2 separate regions of the Salmo salar genome follow, and region 1 is linked to region 2. A link is a contact called in public Hi-C data. All regions are on one chromosome and are shown on one strand. Each heading gives the region's core, a stretch centred on a gene start, on an enhancer-like site or on the middle of the called end of the contact. The rest is flanking DNA. Distances are from core to core; before and after follow the strand shown. Region 1 overlaps LOC106572818 (ski oncogene). Region 2 holds the start of LOC106572818 (ski oncogene).

The links. Hi-C and Micro-C count contacts between places; a contact is called where the count stands out from the background.
Region 1: a contact with region 2 is called in a Hi-C map of gill, with 2.4 times the contacts expected there. The contact joins the enhancer-like site here to the promoter of LOC106572818 in region 2. A contact is called at or near these places in 2 of 3 Hi-C or Micro-C datasets (gill and muscle).

What each region holds. Positions count from the first base shown.
Region 1 is chrssa15:99,806,846-99,811,735 of Ssal_v3.1, reverse strand. All of the region lies in intron 1 of LOC106572818 (ski oncogene), which reads right to left. Among protein-coding and RNA genes, the nearest start is that of LOC106572818, 55 kb to the right of the region's middle. Within about 2 kb of position 2,270, at least 1 of the 13 cell types and tissues checked has an H3K27ac peak or open chromatin away from gene starts, as enhancers often do. A contact at or near this core is called in gill, where this site is marked.
Region 2 is chrssa15:99,750,941-99,756,410 of Ssal_v3.1, reverse strand. LOC106572818 (ski oncogene) reads right to left here and starts at 2,382. Exons shown (of 6, transcript XM_014147322.2): 1 at 804-2,382. The coding sequence starts at 1,709.

The DNA of each region.
Region 1 (4,890 bases), core at 1,021-3,520, 55 kb before region 2:
GGGAAAGCATGAATAAGCAATAATTCTGTTCATACTAAAATGTCTGATAAGCACTCCTTGGCATACAATGGAATGTCATTAGGTTAGGGCCAGCACAGATTTAGAATGGAAAAAAATCGTATGAAAAAATGTAACTACAAAAAAAACGATAATTATAGTATTCGAATGCACTGAGAGGTCTTATGGTGGCGCGTTCCAGCTTGGCTTTGCTTGAGTTGTTTTCTCGACACCAAATATTTGAGGTGATCTGTGCCAGCAAAAACATGACTCTTCCTTTTCAGAGCTGGAGTCTGCTGAGTGAGATGGCAGCCATTTTGTTTCTGTCAGGCTCCATTTTTCATCCACTGTCTGAGGGAGGCTGTTACTCCTCAGTCACTCACTTCAGTCTCTTTCTAACTCTCTCTCTCTGCATCTCTCGCTCCACGCCCTGCAAATTCTTGGATTGAGTTTCCACTTTTTCTTTCCTACATGTGTTTTTTTTTATTCCTTGTACTCTTCGTAGTCTGGCATGGCCTGTGTTATTCACCATAGAAACCGACATAACAGACCGACACAGCTAAGCTCGAGCTCTGCAAACAGAACCAAATAAAATCTCTCATCCAGTCGCTCTGTGCGTAAGGGAATTTTTTTCCCAATGGAAACTCGTGCTATAGTTTAGAGTTGGGAGGTTTGGTAGGGGATTGTGGGTGGGTTAAAATTTGTAACAAAGACGTCATTCGCCAAGACCATCACCGGGAAGGAAGGGGTTTTTAAAGTGTCGGAGTCTGAAAAAAACACCAATCCACATGAAGAAAAAAAGGGGGTAAATGAAAGATGAAATCATCTCTTTCACTTCCCAAGTGTGAATCTGGTTTAAACTTGGCGTCGAGCACACCTTCCCGACCGCTAACACAATTAACTTAGTCGTTCAGGTGGAAAATAGCTTTTCCATTTGATTAGTTTATGATGTGATTCCCCCTAAAACGTGGATTTGTGTTTTAGTTACATAAGTTCTCTCCCTACAATTCTACTTTATTCTACTTCAGTGGCACTAAAACCCAAAACATCTAAAGCTATGTGAAAATCTTTCATCCTGACTGTCAGACCAAGTCGTTTACAGTACATATAAGGACTTATACAGTACCTATGTGCAGAACACACAACAACAGTGTAATTTGTGTTTGTCATAAGTAGGCTACAGTGTGTGTTTATTTATGTATGTGCTTGTAGCAGTGAATAATGTCAGTTGGCATTGGCCAGTGCAGGCCCCAGTCAAACAGTCGTATGTCCCTCCAACCAATCACCTCTCTGCCCTCAGCCAATCTCTGAATAATGTGTCCTTCAAGATTGTGATCGGTGGGTTTGGTTGGAAGTGGAGGTGACACACAGACAAGCTATAGGAAGATGTCATAGCTCCGCTACTTTGTCAGCTCTCAGTCTCTCTTCCATTATCTATCGCTTTCTCCCTCTCTTTATCTCTCCTTATTTCTCTCTCTTTTCAATTAGGTCTCTTTCTTTCCCATTGAGTATTTTGTTCCGGGGTTTGCATCACATCCCAAAACAATCTGTTTGTTCCAGTACTAGGCACACAGAGTTAATCTGCCCCTCTTGCTCACTCAAACGAATGAGAGATGACCGAGTCCCTGATCCAATCTTCATTGTGTGAAGGAATGTTAGTGTTAGCTGATATGCTAGTATAGGTTAGGAAGGAAAAGTAGTTAGTGTTAGCTTATATGCTAGTATAGGTTAGGAAGGAAAAGTAGTTAGTGTTAGCTTATATGCTAGTATAGGTTAGGAAGGAAAAGTAGTTAGTGTTAGCTTATATGCTAGTATAGATTAGGAAGGAAAAGTAGTTAGTGTTAGCTTATATGCTAGTATAGGTTACGAAGGAAAAGTAGTTAGTGTTAGCTTATATGCTAGTATAGGTTAGGAAGTAAAAGTAGTTAGTGTTAGCTTATATGCTAGTATAGGTTACGAAGGAAAAGTAGCTGGCTATCTCTAACCTCTTCCATTAAATATTCAGCTTTCTTTCTGACACAAGCCCATCAACACGACTGTAGCTCGGGCCAGGAACTCCAGTCTAGTGCCAGGAACTGATGTTTGGGCTAATTTGTCCCCGGTGACGCCTCTATAGGCCGCGCACAGAGGGAAATGGCCTAAGTAGGAGAGCAGAAAAGGAAAACAGCTGTCCCTCTCTGAGAAGGGAGGAAATACAAGTGTTCTCTCCAGAGCTAGGCCCCGAGATTTTTTCGACTGACATTTTTCCCCAAGGTTTCTCTTCTCTGTCTCCCTGTGTGTGTCAGAGAGTATATGTTCATTTCTCTCTGCTAGGCCTTCAGACAGGAGGGGAGGCCTGTGGAACAAGGAGAGTCATTAGCTGTTCTCTCTGGTTCTCCCTTTCTCTCTCTCTCTCTCTCTCTCTCTCTCTCTCTCTCTCTCTCCAACTAAGTCATACAGAGCACTCACACTGACCTAGCCAGAGAGAGCAAAAGTGAGGGGGCGTTTCCTACACTTCTTTCATGCTCTGCATCTTGGCTAGATGAGGGGCAGAAGACACAGTTCCATAACCTACCAGCCGAGACGAAGAGACAGGAGAGGGAAGGCAAATGTAAAAGGAGGGAATATGAGAGAAAAAAGAGAGAAAAACACTAAAGAAGAAAAATAAAATATGCATCAGAGGAGAAGCAGGAAGTGCTGCGGAAATTAACATAAAACCTTCCCTGCTCTGCAGCTTGCTGCAAACAAGGCCTGCATTTCCCCCATCATATATATGGTCATAAAATATACATTAGAAAAGTGCAAATTCACATATCCGTTCCTGCAGCAGGTGAGATAGAAACACTGAATGGTCTAGGACAGAGAGGAAGAGGCGAAGCATAAGGTTTTACGCCACCCAGCATCGGTCCACGAAAATAAGTGAGGAATTTTTATATGGAGGTCAATGAGTGTCAAATTCTGTCAAGAAAAAATGGAATTGGTAATTTGCTTTGTGAGGCTTATTTGATCTAATAGAAGTTTCATAATGTTTAGCTTGTTACGAATGGACTATACAGTGCATATACAGTGCATAGAGTGCATAGTGCTACACAGTATTCAGACCCCTTAACTTTTTCCACATTTTGTTAGGTTACATCCTTATTCTAAAATGTATTAAATTGTTTCATTTTTCTCATCAATCTACACAAAATATTTCATAATGACAAAGCAAAAACTGTTTTCTTTTTATGTTGCTAAAAACTTCAAAATCACATTTACATAAGTATTCAGACCCTTTACTCAGTACTTTGTTGAAGCACCTTTGGCAGCGATTACAGCCTCAAGTCTTCCTGGGTATGATGCTACAAGCTTGGCACGCCTGTAATTGGGGAGTTTCTCCCATTCTTCTCTGCAGATCCTCTCAAGATCTTTCAGGTTGGATGGGGAGCGTTGCTGCACAGCTATTTTCTGGTCTCTCCATAGATGTTCGATTGGGTTGAAGTCCGGGCTCTGGCTGGGCCACTCAAGGACATTCAGAGACTTGTCCCGAAGCCACTCCTGGTTTGACTTGGCTGTGTGCTTAGGGTCGTTGTCCTGTTGGAAGGTGAACCTTCGCCCCCAGTCTGAGGTCCTGAGCGCTCTGGAGCAGGTTTTCATCAAGGATCTCTCTGTACTTTGCTCCCTTCATCTTTCCCTCAATCCTGACTAGTCTCCTAGTTCCTGCCGCTGAAAAACATCCCAACAGCATGATGCTGCCACCACCATGCTTCACCGTAGGGATGGTGCCAGGTTTCTTCCAGACATGACGCTTGGCATTCAAGCCAAATAGTTAGATCTTGGTTTCATCAGACTAGAGAATCTTGTTTCTCGTGATCTGAAAGTCCTTTAGGTGCCTTTTGGCTGTCGTGCCTTTTACTGAGAAGTGGCTTCCGTCTGACCATGAGGTTCTTGGTCACCTCCCTAACCAAAGCCCTTCTCCCCCGATTGCTCAGTTTGACCGGACGGTTAGCTCTAGGAAGAGTCTTGGTGGTTCTAAACTTCTTCAATTTAAGAATGATGGAGGCCACTGTGTTCTTGGGGACCTTCAATGATGCAGAAATATGTTGGTACCCTTCCCCGGATCTGTGCCTCGACACAATCCTGCCTCGGAGCTCTACGGACAACTCCTTTGACCTCATGGCTTAGGTTTTTGCTCTGACATGCACTGTCAACTGTGGGACCTTATATAGACAGGTGTGTGCCTTTCCAAATCATGTCCAATCAATTGAATTTACCACAGGTGGACTCCAATCAACATCTCAAGGATGATCAATGGAAACAGGATGCACCTGAGCTCAATTTCGAGTCTCGTAGCAAAGGGTCTGAATACTTATGTAAATAAGGTATCTGTTTTTTATCTTTAATATGTTAGCAAAAATTTCAAAAAAATCTGTTTTTGCTTTGTCATTATGGGGTATTGTGTGTAGATTGATGAGGATCTTTTTAATTTAAATCCATTTTAGAATAAGGCTGTAACGTAACTAAATGTGGAAAAAGTCAAGGGGTCTGAATACTTTCCAAATGCACTGGAAGTGGACGCATGTGGCATTTCAGCAAATTACCCAAAAAATGACTTTATATCGAAGTTGTGCCTGTTGTCATAGACATAGAGAACTCATCATGGACATTGCCACTGAGGGCTTTCACCATTTTAAAGTAGTCACCTCGATGAGGATTCCTATGAGTTGGGAGCAATCAGCAATGAAGTAGAAGAAAATGTGCTACTTTAAAATGGAGATCGCCTCAATGGTGCTGCCCATGCTGTCACAGATGCTATAATGGCAAAGATAAAAAGATGAGTCCTCTATCTATCGCCGTGGCTTGTTGTTCACACGCGTATCTGCTCTCTCATTGGCTCCAATGGTCCCACCTGATCTTGCCTCCTTCCGCCAGCCT
Region 2 (5,470 bases), core at 1,133-3,632:
GGGATGCGTGCAGGCCTGGGGGGAGGGGGATGCGTGCAGGCCTGGGGGGGAGGGGGATGCGTGCAGGCCTGGGGGGGGAGGGGGATGCGTGCAGGCCTGGGGGGGAGGGGGATGCGTGCAGGCCTGGGGGGGAGGGGGATGCGTGCAGGCCTGGGGGAGGGGGATGCGTGCAGGACTGGGGGGAGGGGGATGCGTGCAGGCCTGGTGGGAGGGGGGATGCGTGCAGGCCTGGGGGGGAGGGGGATGCGTGCAGGCCTGGGGGGAGGGGGATGCGTGCAGGACAGAGGGGACTTTTAGCTATACACCTACAAACAGTGTTTTGCAACTTTAGAAATTATTACATTATTTCCTCGACCTTATACATTGCATGGGTTTCGACAGTTGTTGTAACACCATTATTGGGCCATTTGTTGGTAAATGGGATTGTATTTACAGTAAGGTCAATATAATTGAGCCGTTGACACGCAGAAGTGTGTCACAGGCACATACTGGTTGTATTGCCACCAGAGCCGTTTAGCTGTTCTTGGTGGACAATTAGTAAGAATATGTGGAGAGTAACCCAATCCTGGCTGGGACAAGTCATTGCGCCAATAGTCTATACTGTTCTCGAGATACGAATCTTTGACTCTTAGTCAGAGATAACAGTGTATTTGCAAGAAGACAAAACAAAACACAAGTAAAATAAAGGAGAAAAAACGTTAAATACAGTGTACATGTTTTTGTGACAGCAGTGTAACAACATTCGTATAATATAACAGTTGCAACACTGTGTAACAACATTGTAACAAACTAGTTCAACTCACCCTGGATGCTTTCCTTTTATACTTGTTGGCGAAATCAAATTTCTCTTTAATCTCGTCCAAATGCTGCTCCAGGCGCGCCTTCTCCTCTTTCCCCGTGTAATCCTGGCCCAAGAGGATGTATGCCCTCCAGTTGGCGGAGTCGAAGCCCCAGTGGCAAGTCCTGTTTTCCAACGATTTGTGACTGTGCACCACGAACTTATGGGTCGGGTACATGAGTCTGCAGTCCATGCACTGGATGCAGGCTGCGTTGGGGCTGGTGTACAGCTCCGGGACGAAGAGACCCTTGCACTTTCCGAAACACTCGTGGTATATTTTGAGGCTTTTCTCCGTGAACTCCAGCTCCAGTGAGCCCGTGAACTCTTTCTTGCAGTGCGGCGGGTAGGTGCCTCCGTAAATCAGGGCATTGCACAGGCGCTCCGCATCCGTTTTGGTGATGAGTCCGCAGGAAGGCGCGGAGAAGGGGAGAATCCCCATGACTTTGAGGATCTCCAGCTGTTCTGCCGTGCACCTGGAGCAGTAGATGTGGAGGTCGTCGCACACCGAGTTGATCTGTTGAAGGGAGAAATCCCGCAGTACGGTGTTGAGGATCTGCGGCAAGCACAGCCGTTTCTCGCCGCCGACCACGAAACAGGAGACAGTCTCGGTCTCCAGGACCGTCTCGCACCTCTCCGTGGAGCGGTCGGAGGGGATGAAGAGGGGTCCCGGCATCACTGTCGGCGGCTGCATGGGAAGATGCAGCACGGGCTCGGGCTCTTTCCCATCCTTCTTGAACAGGAGGTCATGTGGCCATCGAGCAGAAAACGCCGCCGGTCCGCCAAGGGAGCTCATAGAACTCAGATGAAACTGCTTGAGAGTTTGTTGCAGTCCTGGGTGAGGTTGGAAGCTTTGGCGAGTTACAGTCTCCATGTTTTCACTACGACTTTGAAAGCGAGAGTTCCTTTCAACTGGGGCAAACTAAAACAAATGAAAGCCACGATAGGTTCCGGTTCCTTGTAAATCCAAGGTCTCCGAGAATTAGCCAAGTGCAGAAAGCGCTTCATCAAATATCCACAAAAAAGTCCCGAGCAGTGAGTTTCCAATTCCGTTGAAGAGCCTACTAAGCGAATGGTGACACGGGCGAGTCTTCCCCTGCAGTACACTCCTGACAGTCCATATCTAAAACGCGTCCCTCTGAAACTCCTCCAAAAATGAATAATGCTTTTGAAGTTTCAGAAAAAGTATCGACCGATAAAGCAAAGCCTTCTCCCTCTATGTATCCGGTATAAAACAGTAAAACCCCGCGTGGAACCTCCTTTAAACTGTGGAATACTGCAGTATAGCCGGACGCATACACTCCGTCTGCCCCTGCTGTTTGATATGCCTGTGTACTGGAGATGGCTAGTCTGTGAGCTGGGTTGCGCTTGCTCGCTCACTCGCCCCTCTCTCTCTCCCTCACAGCCCCCTATCTCAGTGTTTGTGTGTGTCTGGCTCAGTCATTGAATCCCAGCCAAAAAAATGTGACTGACTCCGCAGGCTGGCTCTTCCAGGAACAAGTCGTCACTCCCCCACTTTTCCAAGCAGCCTTGTAAAGTCGGAAAAAACACAAGGCTTAAGCGTGAATCAATTGGTTCACAGCTAAGAACGGCTGTAACCCACTGAGGTGTAATAAGAACGCTGTAACCGAAAGAGGATGGGTGGAGTTTGCAACAGACAGTCAAATTTTGACTTTGAGGGGAAATGCAAATTGTACGACTGACTGCGGTTTATTTATTGAGGGCCATTTTTTTCAGGCTGGCTTAAACTGTTATAATGGCGGAAACTAGGGAAAAATCGATATCAGGGGCACATAGCAACATATGACTAATAATAATAATTAATTAATAATCTGTGATAATTACAATAATCATTATTATGACTTGTATTTATTATTATTATGTGGATGCATGCACCATACCAATTCCATTCATTTTACGCATAGGCTAACCTATTTTACGCATAGGCTCACCTATTTTACGCATAGTCTCAACTATTTTACGCATAGGCTCACCTATTTTACGCATAGGCTCACCTATTTTACGCATAGGCATAAAGTGACACCTATAGTTGTGCCAATTAATTGCACAAGCGCGGCTATACTTCACGAGCTGCCCAACAGTAGTAGCGCAGTCTATGAAATGAAACAATTATGTTTGAGTCACTTTTCTCCTGGGTTTTGAGAATTAATTATAATGTGCAACATCGAGGGCATGGGATGAAATACGCACACTTCAAACTTATGAACAATTGAGCAGTGCAGTCAGTGGGTGTTAGGTTACGATCAAGTCCAGCTAATCATTCCTATTGTGCTGAAAATAATTGGAAAAAGTGAACAAATTGCAAACTGAATTTGCACTGTGCATTTAAAATGTACGTTGTTACTGGTCTGTAATTAACTTTGTTAATTTGGCTATTTCTTCCATGAATGTAATTGAATGACTAATACAGCCTAATACATTTATGGAGAATAGACCTCTACCTTTTTATTACAGGTCTTCATGTTCCCCCCATGTGAAGTAGCCTATGCTACATAATAATACATGACACACAATTTATATAAGGCTTCAACAGATTCATAAAACTAACTGTATGCCAGTCTGCACCAGGCATTGCAATTTTGTTCATTTGGTCAGCTCTGTTGTTGTTTGCTGTTATCTCCAATCAGATGCGTCATGGCGCATAGGGGGGATTTGTCCTGTTAAAAAATACTGCTAGCCACCTAGCAATTTTATGAAATTGGCTATAGCTAGCTCAGATAGGTTGCCAACCTCATTACTAGCTACCAAGAAGCCATTTCAGCCTATAAGGGAAAGGGGGATACCTAATCAGTTGTACAACTGAATGTATTCAACTGAAATGTGTCTTCCGCATTTAACCCAACCCTTCTTAATCAAGTTAGAGTAGCTAGCTTGTGTATTTTAGCTGGCATACCTGCTGACATTGGTTGGCAAACTTTAGAAAAGCAAGAAAAAACCAAATTTACTGATTAAGACTCACATTCCTTTAAATATTTTACCCAGATTTTAGCAGAGATGCAGAGAAGCATATTTAGGTTCTTTAAAAAAGAAACACCAGTCAAGAGGATACAGACAGCTCAAGAGGTATGCTTAGATATAGATGGGTTTTTTACACAGAATTAAGCATAACAATTATGGCTCTAGATTGCAGGAAAAAAGCTGTTTCATTTGTTTTAAAAATGCTAAATTCTCCAATTTACAGTCAGGGGCCTAGCCCCCCTCCGTACCACCCCACTGTCATCCTCATGTACTTTGTGCCGCCTAAAATTTTTGGGGTACATGACGCCCCTGTCTCCAACATTCCAAGGCACTGCATCTCAGTGATAGAGTCATTAGAGTCACTACAGACCCTGGTTCGATTCCAGGCTGTATCACAACAGGCCGTGATAGGGCGGCACACAATTGGTCCTAGTGTTGTCCGGGTTAGGACTTGGCCGGTGTAATTGCCTAGTTAAATAAATACAAAATAGAAATAACACTTGATGTGATGTGAGCCAAGAATGAAAGGTGAGGCTATTGTTTGCTGTTACTGTAGCTCCCCCTAGCCATGAGGCAATGTAAATGCAACCTAATGGCAATTGTAGAGATGCTCCCTCATAGAGGTCATTACAATATCAATTATGGCATACATTAGTACTGCAGATATTAATTGAATCAATATTGGCATATAGAAAACGCAATCATGAGTAGGAATCAATGTCAATGTGATGGATCTTCTGACCCAGAGACCAATGACCAATCTGTTATAAGGAGTTTATACGCCAATCATAAGCTACCCTCTAGATAGGCAATTCAAGTGCTAAAGAAGTCTACACCAACAATCTCAACCGTTTTCCACAATGGATCAGTCCAATCGTCTTTAAAACAAATGACAATTATGACAATGTTTGAATACAAGTGGACGTAGCCTTGTACAAATGAAGTTTCATTCTACAAGATAGATTTTGAACCATCAATGACACAGTTGGGTTGAGAGAAGGGTCTTTTTTCGAGCCTGGTCCCATATCTGTTGGTGCGCTATCATGTCAACTCATTGCAATGCCAAACATGACAAGGAGTGGCAAGGAGTGGAATGATAACAAAGGCTAGTCATTCCACTTTCCGAAAAAATCCATCCAGAGTAGCCAACTGGTCAGGGGGGGTTGCCAGATCTGGAGCTATGGTGGCGAGCTATATCAAACATGGCTGAAGGAAAAGTGACCTTTGTAATGAGCCAGGTGTGGCCTGGGGCTTTATCTATTTGGCAACATGCCTATAATATTGCACTGGTATCTAGTCTACTGAACACTGGTATCTAGTCTACTGAACACTGGTATCTAGTCTACTGAACACTGGTCTCTGGTCTACTGAACACTGGTATCTAGTCTACTGAACACTGGTATCTAGTCTGCTGAACACTAGTATCTAGTCTGCTGTTACACTGGTATCTAGTCTACTGTTACACTGGTATCTAGTCTACTGAACACTGGTATCTAGTCTACTGAAAACTGGTATCTAGTCTAATGAACACTGGTCTCTAGTCTGCTGTTACCCTGGTATCTAGTCTACTGAACACTGGTATCTAGTCTAATGTTACAAAATGATCTAGTCTACTGAACATTGGTATCTAGTCTACTGAACACTGGTATCTAGTCT